2 separate regions of the Cricetulus griseus genome follow, and region 1 is linked to region 2. The links are chromatin contacts, called in public Hi-C maps. All regions are on one chromosome and are shown on one strand. The core of a region is the stretch at or near the end of the contact, and the rest is flanking DNA. Distances in the headings are between cores, read along the strand shown. Region 1 overlaps LOC103158860 (protein FAM91A1). Region 2 has its middle 34 kb from the start of Rnf139.

The links. A called contact is a pair of places that touch in the nucleus more often than the background predicts.
Region 1: a contact with region 2 is called in a Hi-C map of liver, with 5 times the contacts expected there. The contact joins two enhancer-like sites. A contact is called at or near these places in 6 of 8 Hi-C or Micro-C datasets (the CHK-Q cell line, the CHL-YN cell line, the CHO-K1 cell line and 2 more).

Annotation. Positions count from the first base shown.
Region 1 is chr10:29,155,360-29,161,817 of CriGri-PICRH-1.0, reverse strand. LOC103158860 (protein FAM91A1) reads left to right here. Exons shown (of 25, transcript XM_027431640.2): 24 at 1,961-2,030; 25 at 2,465-5,435. The coding sequence ends at 2,650. Among named protein-coding and RNA genes, the nearest start is that of Fbxo32, 250 kb to the left of the region's middle. Within about 2 kb of position 3,542, at least 1 of the 6 cell types and tissues checked has open chromatin away from gene starts, as enhancers often do.
Region 2 is chr10:28,778,590-28,785,199 of CriGri-PICRH-1.0, reverse strand. No RefSeq gene overlaps it. Among named protein-coding and RNA genes, the nearest start is that of Rnf139, 34 kb to the right of the region's middle. Within about 2 kb of position 4,564, at least 1 of the 6 cell types and tissues checked has open chromatin away from gene starts, as enhancers often do.

The sequences.
Region 1 (6,458 bases), core at 2,293-4,792, 380 kb before region 2:
TGACCAGATTTATAGTGACAGGGATGCTCTGAAGGTTCGGGCAGAGTTGAAGAAGGCGGCACTAGCCATCTAGAATAAATGATCTGTAGTAAACGTATTGCTGTCGGCCACATCTGGGAGGGGCCCGAGAGCACATTCCAGAAACAGTTGTGTGTGTTTGAGGAAACAGAGATCATTCTCTCATAAGCACTCAGAATTCTGCTTGCGTGACTCCTAGGACAAGACTTCATTCTTGGATCTTGTTCTGACACAAATAGTGCCACTGCCTGGTAACTGAGCATTCAGATATATGAGCCCGTGGGGGCCGTTCTTACTCAAACCACCACACTCTGCTCCTAGCCACATCATAATGCAAAATTGCTTTCAGTCCATCTTCAGAAGTCCCCAAAGTCCATCACAGTCTCAACATTGTTTAAAAGTCCAAAGTCTCTAAGACTCATGGGAGTTTCTTAGCCCCCGGGGCAAACTCCACATTCTAGATACATGGCCATGTCTGATGTCAAAGCACTCTTTGGGCCTCCGATTGCTTTCGGCTTTGTAGACTACACACACACTTCTCTCTCTAGCTGGTCCCATGCCGGGTCTGTGGCTCTCTTGGCAGGTAACCCACAAGACTGTAAATCCAGAGCCACGGCCCAAGTGCCAAGTTCTGCTGTTTGATGAGTTGGAAGTTGCCCTTGTTCAGTTCATTGCCTCAGCTTTCCTTCACTGCCCAAGCTTCTCCTTTAGTCCTTTTCAGAAGTGAGAAGCTTAGCTGGGTGGGGTCTTGCCCGAGGTCACCACTCCCTTTATTCCATTTAGCGTCAGGCTTGTCTTTAAACCTCTTATCTCCTTGAGCCCTGGGCTTAGCGCCAGTACACTTCCTGGTGATCCTTTTCTCCTCACACTGTACGTTTTGTATTTCTCTTTGTCCTGTTTGCTCCCTTTCATTACAGATCTGTAGAGTTGTTACTGATGACCACACGACCAGGTTAAGACTAGGCTGTCTGGACCCTCTGTCAGTGCTGTTAATCTGAAATTTCAATTTAGTCTCAGGAAACTTTTTAGGACAAGCACAAAAAGCAGCTGTATTTTTTCTTTTTCTTTTTTTTTTTTTTTTTTCAAAATATCACAAGAATGGTCTCTAAGCAACTAGCCCCTCTAAAACCTTTTGATCCAGGAAGTCTCAGTTTACATTGTATCTAGCACCAGTGTCTCCCATGCTCCCACTAGTATGGCCCAGTAAGTCCTGCTTAAAGCTGTCAACTGCTTTCCTAATCCAAAGTTCCAAAGTCCACATTCTGCCGACAAACAGCATGGTCCGACCAATCACGGCACCCCCTACTCCCTGTTACCAACTTCTGTCTTAGTCTCTGTTCTATTGCTGTGAAGAGACCCATGACCATGACAACTCTAATAAAGGAAAGCATTTAATTCAGGGCTCGCTTACAGTTTCAGAAGCTTAGTCCATTGTCTGAGCAGGGAGCATGGTAGCTCGCCATAGTGCTGGAAAAATAGTTGAGAGTTACAGACAGGCAGAGGCTGGGGCAGGGCACCTGGGCCTGGCATAGGCTTTTGAAACCTCAAAGCCCCCCCCCCCACACACACACACTTTCACAAGGCCAGGCCTCTTAATCCTTCTAATCCTTTCAAATAATGCCACTCCTGGTGAAGCATTCAAATATATGAGCCTGTGGAAGCCATTCTTAGTCAAACTACCACAGAAACTTATATTTTATCTTATATTTAAGTTTTGATATTTTATTTCAAAGTGGCCTCCTTTTTGTATATTGTTAGCCTTTTTGTATACTGTTAGAACGGGTAAAAAGCTTCGATACAAAGCAATTGCATTAATTAAAGAATTTTCTGTTTTATTATGTTGCATACTCATATATAATTTGAAATGATAAAATTTAACTTGTAAGACTTTACTTTTTACCATTATATTTAGTTAATAATATTCCCCCATTTTTCTTTTCAGCCTTCAAAGCCTCTTACATTCCAGTAGAAAACTCTCTCTACAAGTCCTTAACTTTGTTCACTCATTCCAGGTAACACACCCAAAACATGCAAATGGTGTTATATAGAGCTTCATAATATGTGAAAGGCTCTCTTTGTGTTTGATTCTGAGTCCTCCCCAATAGCAAGATATGTAATCATCACGGTCCAAACGTTAACTGACTTGCACATTTCACTGAGCTGGCCTTGTTCTGTGCAAGAGTTCATTGAGCCGAATATGCTTGACTCTTATGTTGTGTGTTGTGTGTCCTGCGTGCTAGTGTGGAGGCCAGTCTGGAGTCTGCTGAGTACGACTCTTACCCCGCCGTTCTGTAGGCCATCCCTGGTGGTTTCAAAGCACTTACTGTGAGTGCTTGTCATTTTTGTCATTTTTGCACGCGTCACTGTGTCTCCCGTAGGACTTTGCATGCTGTGAACACTCTCTGAGACTAAAAGTGAGCTAGCTCTCTTGTTCCTTGGTCTTTAGGAAGGTGCTTCAACTCTGGATCTTCACACGGAGCCCGGCTTTCCCAGTGTGCTTTCCCAGTCGTCCTGGGCCGACACGGGAGTTCCGCTTCCTGCCAAAAACCTGATGTTCAAAGACGGCCTCTTGTCAGAGTGGAGTGGACGCTCGCCTTCCTCCTTTCTCCTTGCGAATCTCCACCTGCAGTAATTTGATTACACCATTGATTGCTCACACGTTCTGCCTTTTTCTTTCTTGACATTGGCTTTACAGTGTCAGCCACCAAGAGCATCCTCTGCTGCGGTGCCGCCCGTGCTCGCTATAGGAAGTGCTCAGAGCCTGCCGGTTTTCCGAAGGAAGCCGTAGTGTTGCACGTCTTACTGCAGTGCAGCCCAGTGCTCTTCAGCAGCCAGCACCGCGTTTTTACCTTGAGACAATCTGCATTTCTTTTCTAAAACTAAGGATGTACTTTATAGGTTCTAGGTGACTGTTAGGTTTATAAGCAGTCACTCTGAATATTGCAGTGTAGTTTTCTAGGTTAGTTTCTCAGACATAAACCTGGTTTAATTTTATATTTTGTTATCTACACTAAGGGGATCCCAGGAGGAGATGGAACTCTTCCTCCGACAGGTAGTCCCGCTGGAAAGTGGCAAGTGTCCAGCAGTGAGAGGTCTGTACCAGGGCATTAAGGGTTCCTGTGGATGTCTGTGAATTATGTATGCCAAGTGAACAGGATTGGGGAAATGTCAGTCAGCACGGTGTGTAAGCTTCACCTTGGTTTGTAAGGTCTCAACTGACTATTCATTGACATCTCGTGAAAAAAGCTTTGGAAAACATTCTATTTTTAAATGATGTTTGTATGTGGGCTTCTGCTGTCAACTCAACTTTGGGCTTTATATTTTCATAGAGTCTTTATGGAAAAGTAGAATTTATTTTCTACTTGTACTTGAGGCTGTCGCGTGTCTCATTTTGTCTTGTAGCGTTACCAGTGAACTGTTAGGACAGTTGACTTTGGTTTCCAAGCAAGGATTGTGGTTGGGAGCTGCCCAGTCGCAGCGTCAGGGCGGTCTTTGGACTCAGCTCCATGGTAAGGCAATTGACTGTGCATACACAGCACCTGGACAAAGCCTGGCACACAGCTCTGAGGGGCAGTGGGAAAGCACTGGCTGGCCTCACGCGCTGCTTCGGGAGGTCGTTCTTTCTCGTCTCAGATGTCAGGCTTTGTGGAACCACACAGAGGCATTTCAGGTCACCTCCCTTGGGGGATTGTGCAGGGTTAGATTAGCTCCCCTTAGAGGGCAATGGCTTGCTAGTGTGAAACTAACCGAGCTAACAGGTCTGGCTTCAGGCTGTTTGACAGTGGTTGAGCCTAACAGTTTTGCTGATGGCCTTTGTTATTTATGCAGCTGATATTTGTGTATTTAACAAACTTCTGGAAGTATATGCCTTTCTTGGAACCATTCTAGTGGCCATGCATTTAATACCCATGGCCTATCTGTAGAACTGAGGATTTTGGACCAGGTTACTTGTAACACAGTTAGTGCTGTGTTTGGGGTAAATGCAGTAATGTTTAGTTTTGTACTTTGTCTTGTATAAGGTGTGTATGTCAGGTTTGTCTGTAAAGGAAAAGTACGTAGTAACATTAAACGATCTCTGTGACTGTGAAACACTCATTAGTGCATTCCCAGGGCTGCTGGCTGTGTGTGTGTTTAACTTTACAGCTCCCACTGAAAGTTGTATTTCATTTGATCAGGGCTCTTTAATCTCACTTTATTTTGCTTTGTTTGAGTTAACTGTGGTATTTATCCTTGTATTAGCAGTTGAGCACCAACTCTAACGACATGTACACTAATAAAGAATTGAACAGTTGTAGTTACAACAGTGAGTCCAGTTATTGCTGACTTTATAGCTTAAAATATGGGAGTGATTTGCTGCTATAATTCCTTTGCAAAACACTGAAGGAAGAGATGGAACCTAACCACGATGGTGAACTTCAGGGACACGTTTCATCTCTGGTTTCTTGTGTGAGTGGGGAGTGGGGCCGCCAGACGCCCAGCGAATGTGCCCGGTCTTAGGAGGACCGTCTGCATCAGAGAAGGTGATGTGGGTGTTTGTGCTTTGCTTTATGAATGTGGCCTGTTCCACTCATGTGAGCTCATGCAGAGATGCCTCTGTTAAGTCGCTTAGAAATAAACAAACAAACAAACAAACATAGACTTTGTTCTTTGCCAAAGAGAATTGATAGAAGTCGTATCCAGTTCCTTTGCAAATGTTTGGTTCCGTTTGGCTGTGCACTGTCCTCATTCCTTCCCCCGCACCCTTACTGTAGCTTGACCCATTGTGAGCAAACATTTAGACACCAGGGAAACAAGAGCTATTAACATCAGAAAGGGCACACAGGTTAGTAGGGGTCGAGCTTCACCTCACAGATGCACCTAAACAGCATACCTTAGTCAGTCAAGAAGTTAGGGTTGTTTGGTTCTTAGAGCAGAGGTTCTCAACCTGGAGGGGTCAAATGAGCCCTTTCAGAGGCCGCATATCAGATATCCTGCATATCAGATAGTTACGTTGTAATTCATAACAGCAACATTACGGTTCTGAAGTAGCAACGAAAATGATTTTATGGTTGTGGGTGACCAGCATGAGGAACTACAGTAGCCGGCCGCAGCGTTAGGAAGGGTGAGAACCACTGCTCTGGGGCCTTTCTTGTTTCAAATACGTAACCAGATGCTTCTGTATTTGTTTGAGGGAAGTTGATTTCTCTTACTGGCTGTTCTGTTTTTGCTGCCATTCACATTCATTTTTTTAATGTTCAGTGTTTCAAATATACTTTGTATTCAAGGATTTTAAAGTACCAAAACTGTAACTCAGAACAGTGCATTGTTTTCTGTCATGATGTTAATATTATACAATGAAATTGTATAAAGTGTTGTCAATTTGATTATTGACACAAATAACATGTTTACAAATAAACTATGGTGTTGATCAAGTTGCAGTGGAGAGTGTCTAATTTTCTGAGACTTAACGTTGTTAATATTAAATACACTTGTTCTTGTCAGCCTGACTTTCCTGTACCTTTTCAACTAACTCTTGAATTTTGTCCTAATAACAGATTTTCGGGATAATTTGCCAGGTTAGGCCATGGGTGTTCTTGTCTCTGTCAATTGGGCCAGGGAACCTCAATTGAGAAAATGCCACCCCCTCCCCAGGTTGGCCTTCAGCAAGTCTGTGGGGGACATTTAGTGGTGCATGTAGTAGACCCAGCTCACTGTGGGTGGTGCCACCCTGGCTTGGTGGTCCTGGCTGCTTTGCCAACACAGGCCATCTCTGAGGGAAGTCAGGGAAGGAAGTCTTAGAAGGCAGGAATTGGAGGCAGGAACTGATGCAGAGTTAGGGAGTAGTGCTGCTCACTGGCTTACTCCTTGAAACTTGCTTGGCCTGCTCTCTATAGCAAAGATCTGAGAAGGGTTGGCAGAGTGAGCATGATTAAAACACATGATATTCGCAACTAATACAAACGTTTAAAGTTACAAAAGTTCCAGGCTCTGGTTCAGTTTCCCTGGTTTGGGATAGTACTTACTGCCAGACCCCCCCCCCCCCCCCCCCCCCGGCAAAACCATCTGCATTTTCGAATAATGTTTCATCTTGTCGTATGGTTTGGGTTACAAAGCCTCTTAATTTTATCATGGATTATTTGTTTCTCATCTCTGTGGTTCTAGTGGCTCCTTGCCATGAACACAAATCCGTTGTTTTTCAGGCGGAACCTTCCAGCCTTGTATTTTTATTAAGTTGGCGTACACAAAAGTGGAGAGAACACTCATTCACTTTGACCACGGTCAGTGTTTAGCCCTCTTGGTTCATGTAGACAAAGTATATGTATTTATGTGCACACACAACTCAATCCCCTCTCAATAGGTAAGGTAAAGGCCTGGATGCCATACAATCAGTTCCATAACTTAGACTGTTAACCATGAATTACTGGAGACAATAGTTCCTGCAGCCATGCACCCCACTAAGC
Region 2 (6,610 bases), core at 3,315-5,814:
TTGGGGTTTGCAATTACATCTCTTTAAAGAGTCCTATTCACCAGGTACTCAACTACCAACCTTTTCCAATAAGCGGGACAAGCTCAGTTGGGTGCACCATCGTATTTATTTACATTTTAATACAGCATTTTTCTGCTAACCAGTGCACTAAACTGGTTTAGTGCCAGTTTACTAACATTCACTAAACATTCACTAAACTGGTTTCCTGGGTAAGTCTCTGTATTTCATTTTATGGGTTCACAATTTTTCATATCTTCAACTGACTTACTGTATAATCTAAAGAAAATTGTTTCCCCATCTGCAACATGAGGGTTAAAAAATACCTGCCTCACAGGGGTGTTTTGAGGATTCAGTGACATCATTTATCAAAGAAGACACTAAGCACCCTCTTCACAGTTGGCAGCCAGAAGCATTCTCTGTCCACCTCCCCAGGCCCCTATGGTTATGGGCTCCTTAACAAACGTGAACATGATGATAAATGTATGACATAACAACATTTTCCAGACCTGAGAAGAGTTTCTGAACCTTAATTATAGCCACTTCTAAAAATATCTAAGACCCCTTGCTTAATCTGACTTTGACCTTGACATATTTCAATACTGACTGTGTTTGGAAGCTCACTTGCATTCTTGACTAACATTCACTAAACAGCTCTGGAGAAGCAGTTTATTGTTGCTACGCAAAACATGGCTCCTTTTCCTTTGAGCAGCCTTCAGTTCCTGTGTTCAAATGTGATTTGTAATTGAGAAGATCTCATCAACATGAAATCTTGTACAATAACCCTTTTTTTTAATGTTTTTGGTTTTGGTTTTTTTGAGACGTGGTTTCTCTGTGGCTTTGGAGCCTATCCTGGAACTCGCTCTGTAGACCAAGCTGGCCTTGAACTCACAGAGATCTACCTGCTTCTGCCTCCCCAGTGTGGGGATTAAAGGCATACGCCACCACCTCCTGCCTGCACAAAAACTCTTAATGATTAATAAACCCAATGAACTTAACGAACTATATACCCTGGCAGGATCTGAAGCACCCCCTGGTTAAGCAGAACAACCTTTGAAATCATTACCCTTTGGGTATCCTTTTGATAACAGAAAGTAACATAATGAGGAACTGGTTATTCTGGCTCCAAAGATCAATTCGTTATAAATCAACAAGTCCTTAACGTACTATTTTACTAGAAATTCCTTGAGGGTAAGAACAATGTATTAATTTTGAGAGTCACAATTATCTGAACACATTAAAGTTTTTAATTTTGTAATTATGTGAATGGTGTGTGTGTGTGTGTGTGTGTGTGTGTGTGTGTGTTGGTGTATGTGCACATTTGGGTGCAGTGCCTGTGGAGACCAGTAGGGGGCATCACATCATATCCCCTGGCAAAGCAGTTAACAAGCAGTCGTGTGTCACCTGAAATGGTTCCTGGAACTGAAGCCAGTTCCTCTACAAGAGCTGTAGAGTCTCTCTTAACCACTGAGCCATTCTCTCACCCTATATCTGGACATATTAAATTAATGACTGTCTTCAAGGATCTTATGTTAAGCAGCTTTTTGTTACTATAACAAATGCATGAGGTAATCAATTTGTGACAAAAAGCTTCTTGTAACTCATGGTTTAAGAGGCTCTAATCTATGATTAATTGGCCACAAGAAAACCTACATCATGGCCAACAGCAAAAGAGACAAAGGGGGAGGTGCTGGTGCCCCACAATCCCCTTCAAGGGCAGGTCCCAGTGACCTAAAGATCTCCCACCAGACCCCACCTCTTAAAGGCCTCTGAGTAGCCCCACCCCAGGGACCATGCCTTTAGCACAAGGGCCTTTAAAAGGCATTTAAGAACCAATCTAAAGTATTCAAGTTAAAAGTAAGAATTAGGAAAGCCCAGAACCACAAACAAGCTTTTCTTTGCCAAAGATTTCCCATTTCTTAATATCAACTTCTATACAAAGCATGTTTACATTTGTTTAGAAATAGACAACACTAGCCCAGTGGGCGGTGGTGGCGCATGCCTTTGATCCCAGCACTCAGGAGGCAGAGGCAGGCGGATCTCTGTGAGTTTGAGACCAGCCTGGTCTACAAGAGCTAGTTCCAGGACAGCCTCCAAAGCCACAGAGAAACCCTGTCTCAAAAACAAAAATAAAAACAAAACAAAACAGAAATAGACAACACTGTAGGAGCAGGCTGGGCACTCCTGGAAGCACAAATCAACACTGCTGCCCACCCATCCCCCTGTGGGGAGCAGGTGGGTGCTGGCATGATGGGAGAGAAAGAGTGAGCCCGGGAAGAAGAGCGGTACCCACAGAATGGAGGCCCACATCTGACTGGACATGGCCTGCTGTGTCTGCTTCTCATCAACAGCCCAAGATCAGAGGCTCAGACAGTTAGCTCCACCGCAGCCTCGGGAAAGGGAGAAGGGCTGAGGGCTGAGTTAATAATTGATAATGCCTACCTGAGGAAGCTTCTGAATGTCTTTGGAGGGTGGAAGCCCTGAGGGCATGGGGCGTCTACACCCTTCCCCGTAGGCCCTGCCCCGCAGAGGTCATAGCCATTCACACGCCTTACATTAAAACGGTAAATGTAAGGACATTTGTTACTCTAAATTCTGTGGACTGGAAAATCATGGGACTTGGGATAGGGTCCCGAGAACCACAACTTGTTGTCACCTAGTGAGAAACACCACGGATTCCAAATTGTGATTGCCGTCTGCCCTGGGGGACGGTCTTGTGCAACCAAGCCTTTCTCACACAGTATCCAATGCTGACTCCAGAGAAACAGTGCAATAACGGAACTGAAGTGAAACCCCTCTGGTTAGTGTCCACAGCCAGGTTGCACAGTGTGGGAAAAACACCCCCATGTTTTGGAAACTAGAAGCTACAGGAAAGGAGGGTTGTTTGGTTCTCCTCTACAGGCTAGATGAACTCGAAAAGCTGGCAAGTCTACGATTTCTATCTAAGGCACACAAACGTCACAAAAAGGCACAGCTCCTCGCTCAAGGAGCCCGTGCTTTCGTTGGGATAAGGGGTATAAAAGCTGGGTTAAGCACATGACATAACAGGTGACGTTGTCTTCTGGAACTTGTCGTAAACATCGTGTCGATGTTAGCTGCCATGGGGGTAGACACAGAATGAATAATTGATAGTGAAAGACCCCCGAAGAGGTACTTTTGTAGAGGGAGACTCACACACCCAGGAATCAGCGAGGCCACGAACTGGATGCAAAAAAACAAGAGGCTTTATTGGAGACGCGGGTACCCGGGGCGACTTAGCCTTTGTGTGGCTAAGCGCCCCGAGCCAAGGGAAAGGGGTCCTTATATAGGGAAAAAGGCGCAAGCTAGGAGCAGGGATTCTATTTGATGGTTCAAATGAGGCACAGAGCCATTCCAGATCAGCATATTCTCAAGGTCTGGTGTCTGGTACAACAGACTTGATTCCTCCCTCCGCGCCCAGGTGGCTGACCTTGGGGGCGGAGACCTTGGGACGGAGTGTTTCTCAACGGGGGGGGGGTGGGGGCGAGGGGTGCCCTTTCCCTGCTCGGCCCCAGCCCCGGCGCGGTGCCAGGGCAGCCCCGCCTGGGTGAACCGGCTTGGGAGGGAAAACGGCAGCCGGGGGAAGTGGAGGCCGGCGGGGGCAGGGACGGCAGGATAAAGGGGAAGCAGGGCGGCTCTGCGGCAGCTCGCCCGCGCTGCACTCTCCAGCCCCTGGCGGTATCCTGGCTCTGCCCTGCTCCAGAGAGAACACCCAGCATCAGCATAGGCGGGGGGAGACAGAGAGGCAGCGGGCCTTTCAATAGGTGGTATTTACTGTCCACTGGCACAATCAGAAAGAGGTTAGAATAATTAGGAAAGAAGCCACAAAGGTGAGGCGGTTTGGGTTGCAGCAGACACTGTTGCAAAGCAAAGATGTAGCCAAGTGAACCTGCAGGCGACATCGGAAATGATGCTGACCTTTGTCACATTAATACTCTGTGTGTGTGTGTGTGTGTGTGTGAGAGAGAGAGAGAGAGAGAGAGAGAGAGAGAGAGAGAGAGAAGAAAAGAGAGAGAGAGAGAGAAGAAAAAAGAGAGAGAGAGAGAGAGAGCACTTTACACCCAAACTCCTTATACAACAGCGAGGCAATCTGCAGAAAGTCACCTGGGAAGCCCCACACCCAGAAGGGCTCTCAGCCCTCTTAACTCCCACTTAGGCATCGTCCCCCGCCCTACGCTGCTATGCTGCAGAACAGTGTGAAGAAAGGCAGGACAAGCAACACGGAGCCTGACCAGCCTGAGTGGAAGGGCTTGGGCGTTAGACAGCCAGGGCAGAGCAGTGAGGAGACCACAGCTCACAGTATTGGCTTGCCTAGCATGTACCCACAAGGCCTTGAACTACAAGAAAAGCTAAGACACGGTGCGTGGATCCTGGGCCATCACCAAGAGACGTGAGAAGGCGGTGGCTGCGTAGTCAAGGGTTTACACTACCAGGAAAGAACTAATGCCATCCCACAATCGGTAAACTGCCAGTGACTTGGCAAGTACTCAGCATCAGAAGGCCATGTAAACAATGACGATAACCTGGCCTGAAGGCCACGTGGCCCAGAGCTTTGATGAAGATGCAGAAACTAACTTGCTGTAGGTAGTACCGGGGAGGGGCCCGGGGTAAAAACTGAATTTGGTGAAAACTCACATATGTTGTGGTGAGAATGGACTTTAGGTTAAAAGGCATGTTAGGATTAAAACAGCCGGACCAGGAAACCTAGAGATGAAGGACAGAGAAACTTGTAGCTGGGTGTAAGATAATCAGGCTAAACACATGAAATAGAACAGGGCTTTGGGTTGGTGACAACCACCTGGCTGGCTTCCCCCAAGCTCTTGAGGAACATACCTTTTCATTTATGTTTACACAGTTTTATGTGTTTGTGTGAGTGTACATCACATGTCTGCAGATAGCCTGCCCCACCCACGCCCGGGTAGGGGGCCTGCAGAAAAGGGTGTGAATTCCCTGGAGCTGCAGTTTCAGGAAGTTGTGAGCTGCCTGGTATGGGTGCTGGGAACCGAACTCGGGTCCTCTGGAGAAACATCGAGCACTCTTAACCATGGAGCCGTTTCTCTTTGCACCCTCATAGACTGTTAGATCTAATGCAGCTCGTTGCCACAGTGTAAGGATAATTTCTCTTTTAAAAAGCCTCCACCTGTTTCAGAAAAGAGACCCCAGACTCAGACAAGGAGTTAAGTAAGAATAGCCCCCAGACACTTAGCTTCTTGGGAGCTGTGAGAACAAAGACAGCTTAGTGTGAGACACTGTTAGCTGTCAAGGTCAATAACTCACAAGGCCAGAGTCAGAGATGGACGGAGCAGGGCTTCAGCCACCTGGAATTACGTGGGCATATTTACATAGCGTGTGATCCTTTCCTGACTGGGTCATGGGGACATGCAGCGAATGTGTGGGTCCAGCCAGTGGCAGGCAGTACAAAGGACTAATCAGTCAGTCACAGGGATTACTTCAGTCTTTTTCCACGTTCTGGCACGTCTCTTTAAAAGCTTCAGACAGTTCGATGGCCTTGCCTGTCTCGCTAAGTTCGCCTCTTTAGGAGTTTATTATTTTTCCTTAACTTATCATTTTTCTTTGCCTTCTCCTACTAAGCTTAAGCTTGCCTATGCTTTTCTTCCACGAGTGCCCCACACCTTTCATCATCACTGGCTTGGAGACAAAATATAGGGAGCCACTGCCCCAGGTCTATCTTGGTGGCCATGGGTGTCTGGCACCCTTGGTCCTTAGGCAAAGTTCAAGTGGGCTAAGAAAAGTCCTATGGGACCCAAAGCCCTGCTGTCTCCTGAATATTCGCAGATATACAGGACACATCCAGCCACCCTCTTAAAGTACTGACTAATTAATGCATGTACACAGACCAATATCACACGCTAGGAGTGTTCATGAAAAATGCTTAGTGATCAATTTTAAAAATGACCATGGTTTAACCACATTGATAAATTTTCACCAAACTCCACCAGAAGCGTGAGCCTGAAATAATAGTTTCATGGTGTATATTTCCATATGCTTCCCACCAAATATACTTGACAGAAAATCTATCCCTTTGATCATTTCAACTTCTTTTTTTTTTTTGAGACAGGGTTTCTCTGTGTAGCCCTGGCTGTCCTGAACTAGCTCTGTAGTCCAGGCTGGCCTTGATCTCAGAGACCCACCTGCCTCTGCCTCCTGAGGACTGGTTTTCCTTGGCAATGGCAATGGAGACCAGACCACAGACTCCTGTGGTGACCACTTCATTATCTATTGACAAGTTCTTCATTGTAAAGGCAGGATCCTCTGACTTCAGGGTGCTTTGTACATATGAGGTCCAAACAGTACAGTATGTCAGGAGAAATCTTGAAGGTTTATCATCATCTGAGTTATTCATATTCCTATATACACAACACTTCTGGCACCCTAGGAAAAGCCCTACCCCAGGCAGTGTTCCATCTAACCCCCCAAAATAGGTGTCTGTTCTAGAACCTCATGCAACCGGAACCTTGGACATTCGGTATTCTCTCACCAGGCTTTTTCACTGGTTAAAACAGTCTTTGGTGTCTTCTCGAGTTGCGATTTACTGCCACTTGTCATTGACAGGCATGCCGTTGTGTGACTACCA